Regions from separate parts of the Zea mays genome. Here regions 1 and 3 are each linked to region 2. A link is a contact called in public Hi-C data. All regions are on one chromosome and are shown on one strand. Each heading gives the region's core, a stretch centred on a gene start, on an enhancer-like site or on the middle of the called end of the contact. The rest is flanking DNA. Distances are from core to core; before and after follow the strand shown.

The links. Hi-C and Micro-C count contacts between places; a contact is called where the count stands out from the background.
Region 1: a Hi-C map of leaf mesophyll shows a contact between it and region 2, with 5 times the contacts expected there. The contact joins the enhancer-like site here to the promoter of LOC100191684 in region 2. A contact is called at or near these places in 9 of 25 Hi-C or Micro-C datasets (ear, leaf, leaf mesophyll and 2 more).
Region 3: a Hi-C map of leaf shows a contact between it and region 2, with 4 times the contacts expected there. The contact joins the promoter of LOC100274986 here to the promoter of LOC100191684 in region 2. A contact is called at or near these places in 7 of 25 Hi-C or Micro-C datasets (bundle sheath, ear, leaf and 1 more).

The regions. Positions count from the first base shown.
Region 1 is chr5:53,192,333-53,195,928 of Zm-B73-REFERENCE-NAM-5.0, reverse strand. No RefSeq gene overlaps it. Among protein-coding and RNA genes, the nearest start is that of TRNAE-CUC, 4.5 kb to the right of the region's middle. Within about 2 kb of position 2,323, at least 8 of the 20 cell types and tissues checked have an H3K27ac peak or open chromatin away from gene starts, as enhancers often do. A contact at or near this core is called in leaf and leaf mesophyll, where this site is marked.
Region 2 is chr5:53,563,739-53,567,438 of Zm-B73-REFERENCE-NAM-5.0, reverse strand. It overlaps LOC100191684, which reads right to left and starts at 1,661. Exons shown (of 2, transcript NM_001137113.1): 1 at 1,340-1,661; 2 at 169-1,241. The coding sequence starts at 1,591. The coding sequence ends at 486.
Region 3 is chr5:53,130,374-53,133,768 of Zm-B73-REFERENCE-NAM-5.0, reverse strand. It overlaps LOC100274986, which reads right to left and starts at 2,085. Exons shown (of 4, transcript NM_001149214.2): 1 at 1,388-2,085. The coding sequence starts at 1,477.

The DNA of each region.
Region 1 (3,596 bases), core at 1,074-3,573, 370 kb after region 2:
GAACGTCGCGTGGCCGATGCTGACCCGGACCAACTATCCGGAATGGGCCCTAGTCATGGAGGTGAACATCCAGACCCTCCGTGTCTAGGACGCCGTCCACCACGGCATCCCAGACAATCCCTACGAAAGACGAGTACCACGACGATCGACAAGCGATGTCGGGCCTCTTGCGTTCGGTTTCATCCGAACTCTAGGGCACCCTTGCCATGAAGGGCTCCGTAAATCATGCCTTGGACGCGGTCAGGACGCTCCGGATTGGTGACGAGTGCACGCGCGACGTGAGTGCGCAGCAGCTCCGCCGGGACATCGCCAACCTCGCCTTCAAGGAAGGGGAGTCCGCCACTGACTTTGGGGTCCGCATCACTAAGCTCGCCACCAACCTTCACACCCTTGGCGACAACATCACCGACACTGAGGTAGTCAAGAAGTTGCTCCAGGTCGTCCGAAGGAGCCTGAACCAGGCCGCTGTCTCCATCGAGATGTTCGTGGACCTAAACAAGGCGACGATCGAGGATGTGATCGGTCGCCTGCGCGTGTTTGAGGAGCGCGAAAAGTTGCCACAAATCACGGACGGCATGGGTAGCCTGATGATGTGCGAGGAAGATTGGGAGGCTCGTCGCAAGGCGCGCCATGAGCAGGATGGCTCTGGCGGCAGCTCCGGATCCAGCGGACGTGGGAAGCGTCGTGGGCGTGGACCTGGACGTGATGGTGATGGATCCTCGTCACGGGATGGCCACGATAGTAAGAGCGCCGCCACTAGGAACGCCGGTGACGGAAGGCCACCACGCGGCAACCGTTGTGATAATTGTGGCAAAATGGGCCACTTAGCTAAGGACTACTGTGGAAAGAAGAAGGGTGTGGCTCATGTCACACAGGCCGAGGAGGACGAGCATGCGCTGATGTACATCGCCGCGGAAACTGAGGTAACTGCGCTGCCCATGTCATGCTCACACCTCAGGTCGTCGTCACCTACTGCTGAACCACAAGCCTGCGTCCACCTCATCGAGCGCAAGGTTCTCCTCCACCTCAGCGAGGAAGAAAAGGAGGCCGGGGATCTCATCGCTGGGTGCTTGACACCGACACGACGAACCACATGATGGGGACGCGTGCAGTCTTCGCCGAGCTGAACACCAGCGTCACCGGCACCGTAAAATTTGGCGACGACTCGGTGGTCGACATCGAGGGCAAAGGCACCGTCCTCTTCGCATGCAAGACCGACGAGCACCATCGACTTGATGGGGTCTATTACATCCCACATCTCACCACCAACATCGTGAGCCTTGGCCAGATGGATGAGGACGGGTTCAAGGTCGACATCGAGCCCAGCATCCTATGCCTCTATGACCTGCAACGGCAGCTGTTGGCGAAGGTGCACCGTTCACCAAGCCGGCTCTACTTCCTCGACTTGAACGTTGTTGCCCCGGTGTGCCTCACCGCACGGGTCGGTGACATGGTGTGGCGCTGGCACGAGCGCTATGACCACCTCAACTTCCAAGCACAGTGCAACCTCAGGCGCGATGAGATGGTGAAGGGGCTGCTGGCGATCGACCACATCGAGTAGGTCTACGAGGACTGCGTACTGGTGAAGCAAAAGAGGACACCGTTTCTGTAGGCTGTCAAGTACCGGGCTGAGGAGGAGCTCGAACTTGTACATGGTGACCTCTGTGGTCCGATCTCGCCATCAACACCGGTCGGGAATGCCTACTTCCTTCTCCTGGTCGACGACATGAGCCGTTACATGTGGCTCACGCTGTTGCGCTCGAAGGCAGATGCACCGACAGCGATCATGGCATTCCAGGCGCATGTCGAGCGCGAAACCAGCAAGAAGACGAAGGTACTTCATACCGACAATGGTGGTGAGCTCACGTCTGTGCAGTTTGGCAAATACTATGCAGGAGAGGGGATTCATCAACACTTCTCGACGCCGTACTCGCCACGGCAAAACAGCGTTGTCGAGCGTCGAAACCAGATGGTTGTGAACACGGCAAGGAGCATCCTGCGTGCGTGTCGTATGCCGGGACATTTTTGGGGAGAGGCAGTGCACATCGCTATCTTCCTCCTAAACCAGGTGCCCACCAGCGCGCTTAATGGGCTGACACCGTACCATGCGTGGTACAAGAAGAAACCGCCCGTGCACTTCCTCAAGGTGTTCGGGTGCCTTGCCTACATCAAGAACCTGCATCCACACCTCAGCAAGCTTGATGACCGCGGGTAGAAAGTCGTCTTCATCAGCTATCAGGACAGGTCAAAGGCATACTGTTTCTACGACCCTATCACCAAGCCTGTTCATGTCTCACGCGACACCGTCTTTGATGAGGGCGCATGCTGGGATTGGGGAGAAGCGTCGACAGCGGACAGCGACGACTCCTTCACGATGGAGTATGACTATGACCCAAGGAGCCGGAGCCGCGTCGAGGTGGTTGTGCCCAGTTTGCCTTTGCCGGGCACACCGTACCGTCTTCACTGGGCGCACCACCTTCTACAAACGGACCTACGACGTCATCTGCACCAACCTCACCATCGCCTGCTCCACGAACCGAGACTCCACTACCAGCAACACCTGCTGCCGGGCCACGCATCGAGTTCGCAATGCCGCTCACCACTGACCTGAATTTTGAGGCTGATGAAGGGAGGAGGGAGCTCCAGTATCGGATGCTGGACAACATCCATAGCGTTGGTGCAGCACCCGGGCTGGTGCACCACGACGTCGAGGAGGCTGAACTACACACCGTGAGCATGGAGGAGCCCAGAACTTTGAAGGAGGCCGACAGTGATCCAAATTGGGTTGCCGCGATGGAGGACGAGTTGTCCTCGATCCGCGACAACAAGACGTGGTCGCTGGTTGAGCTCCCACGTGGTCACCACGCCATAGGACTCAAATGGGTGTACAAAGTGAAGTGTGATGAGAATGGCAACATTGTCAAGTACAAGGCCTGCCTCGTCGCCTAAGGCTACGTACAACAACCTGGCATCGACTTCGACGAGGTCTTCGCACCAATCGCTCGACTCGAATCTGTGCGACTGCTTCTTGCCATCGCTGCGCTCTATGGCTGGGGCGTTCACCATATGGACATGAAGTCAGCGTTCTTGAACGGTGAACTCCAGGAGGAGGTGTACGTTCAACAGCCCCCAGGGTTCGTCAATGGCAAGAACAAGCACAAGGTGCTTCGACTCCATAAGGCGTTGTACGGACTCCGTCAGGCTCCACAGGCCTAGAACCAGAAGCTAGACGCCTCGTTGATGGGGCTCGGCTTCGCTCGCTACATCAACGAACATGGGATGTATACCCGTGGAAAAGGAGTCGCGCGCTTGATCGTAGGCGTGTATGTCGACGATCTAATCATTACTGGAGGTGATGCAGGTGCAGTGAACAAGTTCAAGGTGCAGATGATGAACACATTCCGCATGAGTGACCTCGGCCTCTTGTCCTACTACCTTGGACTGGAGGTCACGCAAGGGCCTAATGGCATCACACTCCGGCGGAGCGCCTACGCAACAAGGATTCTTGAGAAGGCGGGGCTGGCTGGGTGTAACTCGAGTGCCACGCCCATGGAGATGAAGCTGAAGCTACTCAAGGATGGTGAAACACCGAGCGT
Region 2 (3,700 bases), core at 412-2,911:
ATGACAACAAGCTCTAAATTTTACTCTATAAAATTTAAGAACTAAATTAGATCCCTAAATTTTACACTATAAAATTTAAGAACTGAATCAGATTAGGATCGAGCTTTATTCCTATTTACTTTTGAACTTAAATTAATTAAGGGTCTAACTTATTACGAAGAAATATTTAGATCGTGATCCATTACCATATTTATGTGCATCTGAATATATACTTCTGTTTAAGTATATAGTAAAAGTGTATCTAAAAAGATCAAAATATATTATAATCTGAGACGGAGGAAGTAACAATTAATCTCTGGTGTCAAACAGCCACTCTTCGTGTTTGCACACGGGAGTCCACTGGAGTACACAAGAAAGAAAGAAGAAACCCAAACTGAAATTAAAAACCAACAGCCCGAATTTGCATTAATAGTTACATACACGATTCCTCCTCCTCTCTCAAAAGTTCTCCATGACGGTCCGACGCCTCTAACAGTTAAAACGAATCACTCGAGCTGCGCGTACCAGACCCCCTGGATCTTGACATCCTTGGGCGCCTTAGCCCCGAGGTCGGTGTCCGACGGCTGCACGCTCTCGAATACGCCAATGACCTCGCCGGTGTCCGGGTTGCTCTTGGTGACGCTCAGCGTGATGTTGCCCGTGGACGAGGCGGCGTTCTTGATGTTCTCCTTCTGGAGCTCCTCCTCGTCGCCTCTGCCTCCGGCGGGGAGCGCGACGGCGTTGTCGTATCCGGTGGAGCCGCCGCGGCCCTTGGGGTCGAGGAAGGAGGAGCCGCGGTAGCTGGGCACGAGGAAGGGCCCGCCGAAGCTGTCCGGCTTGCCGGTGGCGACGAGCTGCTTGACGGTGAAGAGGAAGGGCACGCGCTCGCCGCCCGGGAGCTGCACGGTGACGGCGGCGTAGTCGATGCCGTCCTTCTCCTCGAACTTGAGGGTGCCGTCGGAGGCGACCTCGAGCGGGCCCTCGATCTCGTCCAGCGTGTAGGTGAGGCGGGTCATGAGCTTGGTCTTCTGGAACTCGGGCGGCGCGTTCTTGGCGATGCCCTCCGCCTTGACGGTGAAGGACGTCGGCTCCAGGCACAGCTTCTTCATCTGGTACTTGCCGGGCTTGAACGGGAACGAGTCCACGCCGCCGTCGATGGTCGGGCACTGGTTCGCCGTGCCCGTGCCCTTCACCTCCAGGTACGTCTTGCTCTGGATCTCGTCGTAGGTCAGCCTCTTGGGCGTGCCCTCCGCGCTCGCGCCCTGCGCACACACGTGTCATCAGCTTCGATCGACGTTGTTGAGGAGCAGGCACAGGTAAGCGTAAGCTTGCTGATAATGCACGCTTATCTTATACTTACCGAGACGAGGAGCGCCGAGGTGGCGAGCGCGAAGCCGGCGAGCTTGGCGGCGTCGACGCACTTGCTGGCGACGTCCCTGACGTCGGACTGGAGGGAGCACGTGATCCTGGCGGCGCCGGCGTCGACGCCGAACGCCCTGGCGAGTTGCGACGACGGGCGGGACGACGGCAGCGAGGCGGACGGCGCCCGGCCGCCGATCTTGGCCGGTTGCATCAAGGTGGCCGCGGCTTGGACTTGGAGCGAGGCTGCCATCGTGGTCGTCGCGGGCGGTGTTGCCTTTTGCCCTTTCTCCTCTCCTCTGTCTGTCTGGTGGGTGGGTGCGTGTCGTGAAGGGCGCTTTGTGAGGGCGGGTGAGTTTGTCGCCATCTACGAGCAGCTGAGCAGAGGCCACAGAACGCAGGATAAGAGCATCGGATAAGGAGTCTCCTCCCATTGGTGACTTGGGGCTATGGAGATGCCGAGTGCACGCGTGGCACGCCCAGGTGCCACTCCTCGCTGGCCCCTCCTGTGGTCGTGCTGGCCGCTTTTGTTTTGTTTTGTAGGGGACCACCCATGGTCAGACACTCAGACCATGACATGAACATGACATACTGTGTTTAGTGGAGTAACTGAAGTTTATCTAAATCAGTGATATGTTGCTCTTGTGTTGTCAATAATACTATCAGTATAAAGCATTTACTCAAATCTAGCTTATGATCCAGCACACATGGACTACCTACTGTATATTACTCTAGTGTAGAGTTAAGACCGTCGACTTTGTAAGTGTATGTTAATTAGGTTTACAAACTTTAAAAATAGATTTCTATATCCTTAAGTGTAAGTGATAAGGTGTCATGGGTACTGCTACATTAGCTCTTGTGCCATACGGATGATAAGGTCTCGATCAATGGCAGCGCGGCACAGCGACACGCAGATGAGGAACATTGAGGGGAAGGGATCAACTGCGTCAATCAGACTTGGGTCAGCATGACAATAAGAGGGAATCAGAAGGCTGGGGTCAGTTAGTATGAACCTATAGTGCACCGTTTAACGAGTTTAGGTATTCAAAAATGCATTTTTTTTTAATGTAAACCTAAGTGACATAGTTTTTTTAGCAAGTCGGCACAGGAGCTCCCTGCCTAAATTTTATGTTTTCATTAACAAAAGAACTATATACAAATGTAAAGCTACAAAGGAGACAAGGCTTTCTGGCCCAAAAAGAAACAAACGAGAAGGCCTAACTATAGCTCTCTCTCTAAAGAATGAGGGGACCTTGTCGATCGGCTTTCCTTGCCTTTGATACACATCAAACAGAGTTCCTCTTTGAATTGAGCTTTTCAAGTATTTAGGTTAATGTGGTTATTTTCAAAAAAAGCAAAAGAACTTCATTTCTTGTAGTCCAGATGATCCAACAAGGAGCGATGAAAATCTCTCTGAAAATGGGACTGTCAAAACTTGTTCTAGCCTCAGTGATCGTGTGTCTAAAGGTTGCAGACTCAGGTTCCGACTGATGGAAATTGTGTTCCAGCAAGATTGACTCAAAGAACATTTAAATGAGAGGTGGAAACTAGCCCCCTCAGAACCTGAATTGCATAAAACGCAGATATAGTAATCAAGAGCCTTGTTTTTTTCCTTCATAGAAGGTTTCTTATATCGAGTCTATCCCTGATGAGGATCTAGAAGAAAAACCTATTGTCAGGGAAATAAAATAGACACAAAGATTTACGTGAAAAAATCTCCTTCAATATAGAGGAGCAAACAACCACGAGAAAATAGATCAACTATCAACCGCATAGTACAAGTTACAGGGAGGGCCTATATTTATAGGCGTACAGGAAAGCATATTCCAAATATATAAAAGGAATAAGAGGCATATTCCAACAAATCTCCCCTTGACTCTAAATCTATAGAACCATTTCACAAACACCACTAGGATGCTAAATTTGAATATCAACCAAGTCTAAGGAATCATTAGACTTGGAACTCGAGCATGGCTTCGTATCATCAAAATAACCCCTCTTCTAGAACGCAATAGAAACAGCTTCACCATCAACTATTGAACATTGCAAGTAATAGAGATTTTTCAAACGGTTGCCCTTCAAGATAATACGATTGACACGAGAAACCTTAAAACCCAGCGGCGGCGGCGGCCACAATGTGGATAAAAATAATGTGTCTAACCCTAGCTCCTATATCACTTGTTAGGAAATAAAATAGACACAAAGATTTACGTGGAAAAATCTCCTCCAATATGGAGGAGCAAACAACCACGAGGAAACAGATCTACTATCAACCACAGAGTACAAGTTACAGGGAGGGCCTATATTTATAGGCGTACAGGAAATCATATTCCAAGGCATATTCCAACACCTATGTTTGCCC
Region 3 (3,395 bases), core at 836-3,335, 430 kb after region 2:
TCCACAACACCTGCAACCCTAACATTGTTCACCGTGACGTCAAGTCCAGCAACATCTTACTTGATAGAGAATTCAATGCTTATGTCGCTGATTTTGGCCTTGCAAGATTGATCCTTCCTTACAACACACATGTCACGACAGAGCTGGTAGGCACTCTTGGTTACATTCCTCCCGAGTATGGACAAGCCTGGGTGGCCACCCTGAGAGGTGATATATATAGTTTTGGAGTGGTCTTGCTTGAGCTGCTCACAGGGAAGAGGCCTGTCCAGGTTTTGACCAAGTCGAAAGAACTTGTCCAATGGGTAAGAGAGATGAGGTCCCAAGGGAAGGATATTGAGGTCTTGGATCCAGCTCTCAGAGGAAGAGGACATGACGAGCAAATGCTGAATGTGCTTGAAGTAGCCTATAAGTGCATCAACCACAATCCTGGATTGAGGCCAACCATCCAAGAGGTGGTGTACTGCCTGGAAACCATAGTTGAGCCCCAGCAGGTGCAAGTGCAGCTGTAGTTAAAGGAGAACATATTGTAGGTGGTGATATTGTACTCCACCCGACTAGGTGTAACTTCAGTAGAAGGAAGAGTTTCTAACAAAGAGCACAGTAGTGTACATTTCTGAAAGAAAAGCCTCGCTCACTCGCTGTCATGAGGCCCTCCCTTATACAATTTTACTTATTCCTTCCGTGGAAATATTGCACCTCCTAGTTCAAACAATTGAACATGAAAAGTGCAAAAAAAGAGCATGGGGCTCTTGTTAAGTATGCGTTCGTTTGTACCCTAGCGAAGTTGTACAGGTGTGTATGTAAATCTTTGGAAAGAAAAGGCTCACAGCTATGAGCTTCCCTCTTCTTATCTGAAACCTATAGCACTCAAGTTCAATTGCAGGAACAGTGAAAGCACTTTGAAGGCATATTCAGCTATCAATTAATTCACAAACATTTCTAGAACTAGGTGTACAGATGCACGTATTTAAAAGATTGTTGTATAGATAGCATAATTGAGGAAGAAAGATGGACTTCGCTGTTTTTTAAAAAAAAAATAATCTGTGAAGGGGGACAAGATATACCATTCTTCAGAATTTTAGCTTACTGTTATTGCTCTGAGAGGGGGCAATTTATGAATCAGCGGTGTTCGTAATCTAACTTAAAGCATAGTCGGTATTGTTTGATTCCAGTTTTGGTTCCCTCCTCCGTCCACAACAATATGATGCGTAAGCCTACATGGTTTCCAGCAGTCCTAGAGCAACCACAGCAGCACAATGGTGGAAGCAAGACCATAAGCAATGCACACTTCCCCAGATTACAAAATCCTAACAGCCCGACAATTTTCACAATGCACAACGCCTAACACCAGCAAGCCCTAGCAAAAAAAAAAAAGCACAGCACCAACCTCTAACGCAAATGTCAACAGTCGCGGTTGCCGGCTGCTGCCTTCCGGTGGTCGCCCTCGCCCAGAAAGGAAGAACGCGCGCGAATCCATGAGGAACGGGAGGGGCCGCTCCGTCACGGCCAGTGGCTGTGCGGGCGGGGAGGCCGCCGCGGCCGGGGAAGGCGTCGCGGGCGTTCACCGCGATCCATGTTCACAGGTAGATGGGCCTTTTCTGGGCTAACACTTCCCGTTCTTACCGGCCCGTTTCACCCCCTGAGCAGGCGGCCAGGCGCGCTCGCGTATAAGCGCAACCCCGGCAGCCGCTGCCCGCGGCGCCTTCTCTTCTCGCCGCCCAAGCCGGAAACGGAAGACCGAGGAGATGGAACCGAGCGGCACAGGCCGTTGCAAGTTCTTGGAGGCTCCCAAACCTGGGTCGTCGATCAGGAAGTTCCAGTGATGCGTGTTGTTTCGGCAGTACTATGCTGTAGAAACTAGAAAATAGAGCGTCCGGTTTGGGGGGCCTTGTTCTTTGGCATCTGGATCTGAAACTGGCAGGAACTGTTTGCTGAGATTGGAATTTCCCCCCTCCCCTCTCTGCTGCAGCTGCCTTTGCAGACGTACAGATATTTACATGTTCACGTTCAGTAGCATGCATCCAAGACTGGCAACAGATCCTCCCATCAACCTCGTCGGCACTTGTTTGTATAATATATATAGGGGCAGGCAGGCCGGATGAACCAGCAGATGCCCATCCCCGCTCCTGCTTCTTCCCAGACCACGGCATGATCTCATATTGCGTTACTTGCGCCTGTGTACATATGTGGCCAGAGCCCAGGGGCATGGGCGCATACCAACGTCAAATATATAAAAACGGAGGGAGTATGCACTAGTAACGTGTCCAGTGATCCAATCATACGCTGCATACAACAATTCAGATCAGATGCGGCTGATGCCTCATCTCATCTAGGGCCTTTGTTTCGGATTCTGGCAGCTTCTGGCCACCAAAAGCTGTTACGGACTGTCAAACGTTTAACTTTTCAGGCAGCTTCTATAAAATTTATTGGGACAAAAACCATCAAAAATTAACATAAACACATAATCGGTTGAGTCGTTGTAACAGTAGGAATCCGTCACTTTCTAGATCCTGAGCCTTATGAATAACTTTATCTTCCTCCACACGTAATCGTAATGATACTCAGATTCTCCCCACATCCAGATTCTCTCCACAGCCAGATTTTTAGAAAAGCTGGTCAGAAAAAAGCTGAACCAAACAGACCCCTAATTTGCCGGCAGTGAAACTGTCGGTCAGGGACCGGACTAGGGGTGTTTGGCTGACCCGATAAAATTTATGAATTCTTTAGAAAAATATTGTTAAAGTTTAAGAAAATTTGTATCATGTATTAAATCTGGTCTTGCTGACTTCAACAATGTTGTTGGCTAGATTCGTCACGGCTGTCGGTACCCTATATAATTAGGTAGTGTCCATAGTCACGCGCGCGGACTCTGTTTGGTTCGCTACCTAACTCGCCACATTTTATCTAACTTTTCTTATTAAGATTAATTCTTTAACTCGAACGATTAATCTTAGTTAAAGTGTGACACAGTTAGCCACGAACTGTGGCAAAGGTAGCCGGAGCCCGTGCTCGCCGGCTGGGGGCAGGCCACGCGTAGCGCGGGGCGGTGGCGCCGCACGCCGCCGTACCGAAACCACCCATCGGGGCGCCGGGGAAAAGGAGCTCCGCTTTCCAGCCAAGAGGCACGGCTGTCTCTGGCTGATCCTCCGGCCCGTTTTTTTTTATTATTCTATCAAGGTGTAAGGCGTAAGGCGTGCACGCACGCACGGCGCCTTCCCACGCCGGCGAACAGAACAGATGTGTGGTGCGGTGGTCGCTTGACGAATGACTCCGTGCCTTTTTGGCGCCCTGTCTGTCTTTGTGCAATGATCTCTCTGCTCTGAAACTCAGCACAGCTGTGGTTCAGACTTTGGTTCCGTCCGAAGAAAAAACCGCTTTGAAACTCAGCGCAGAGC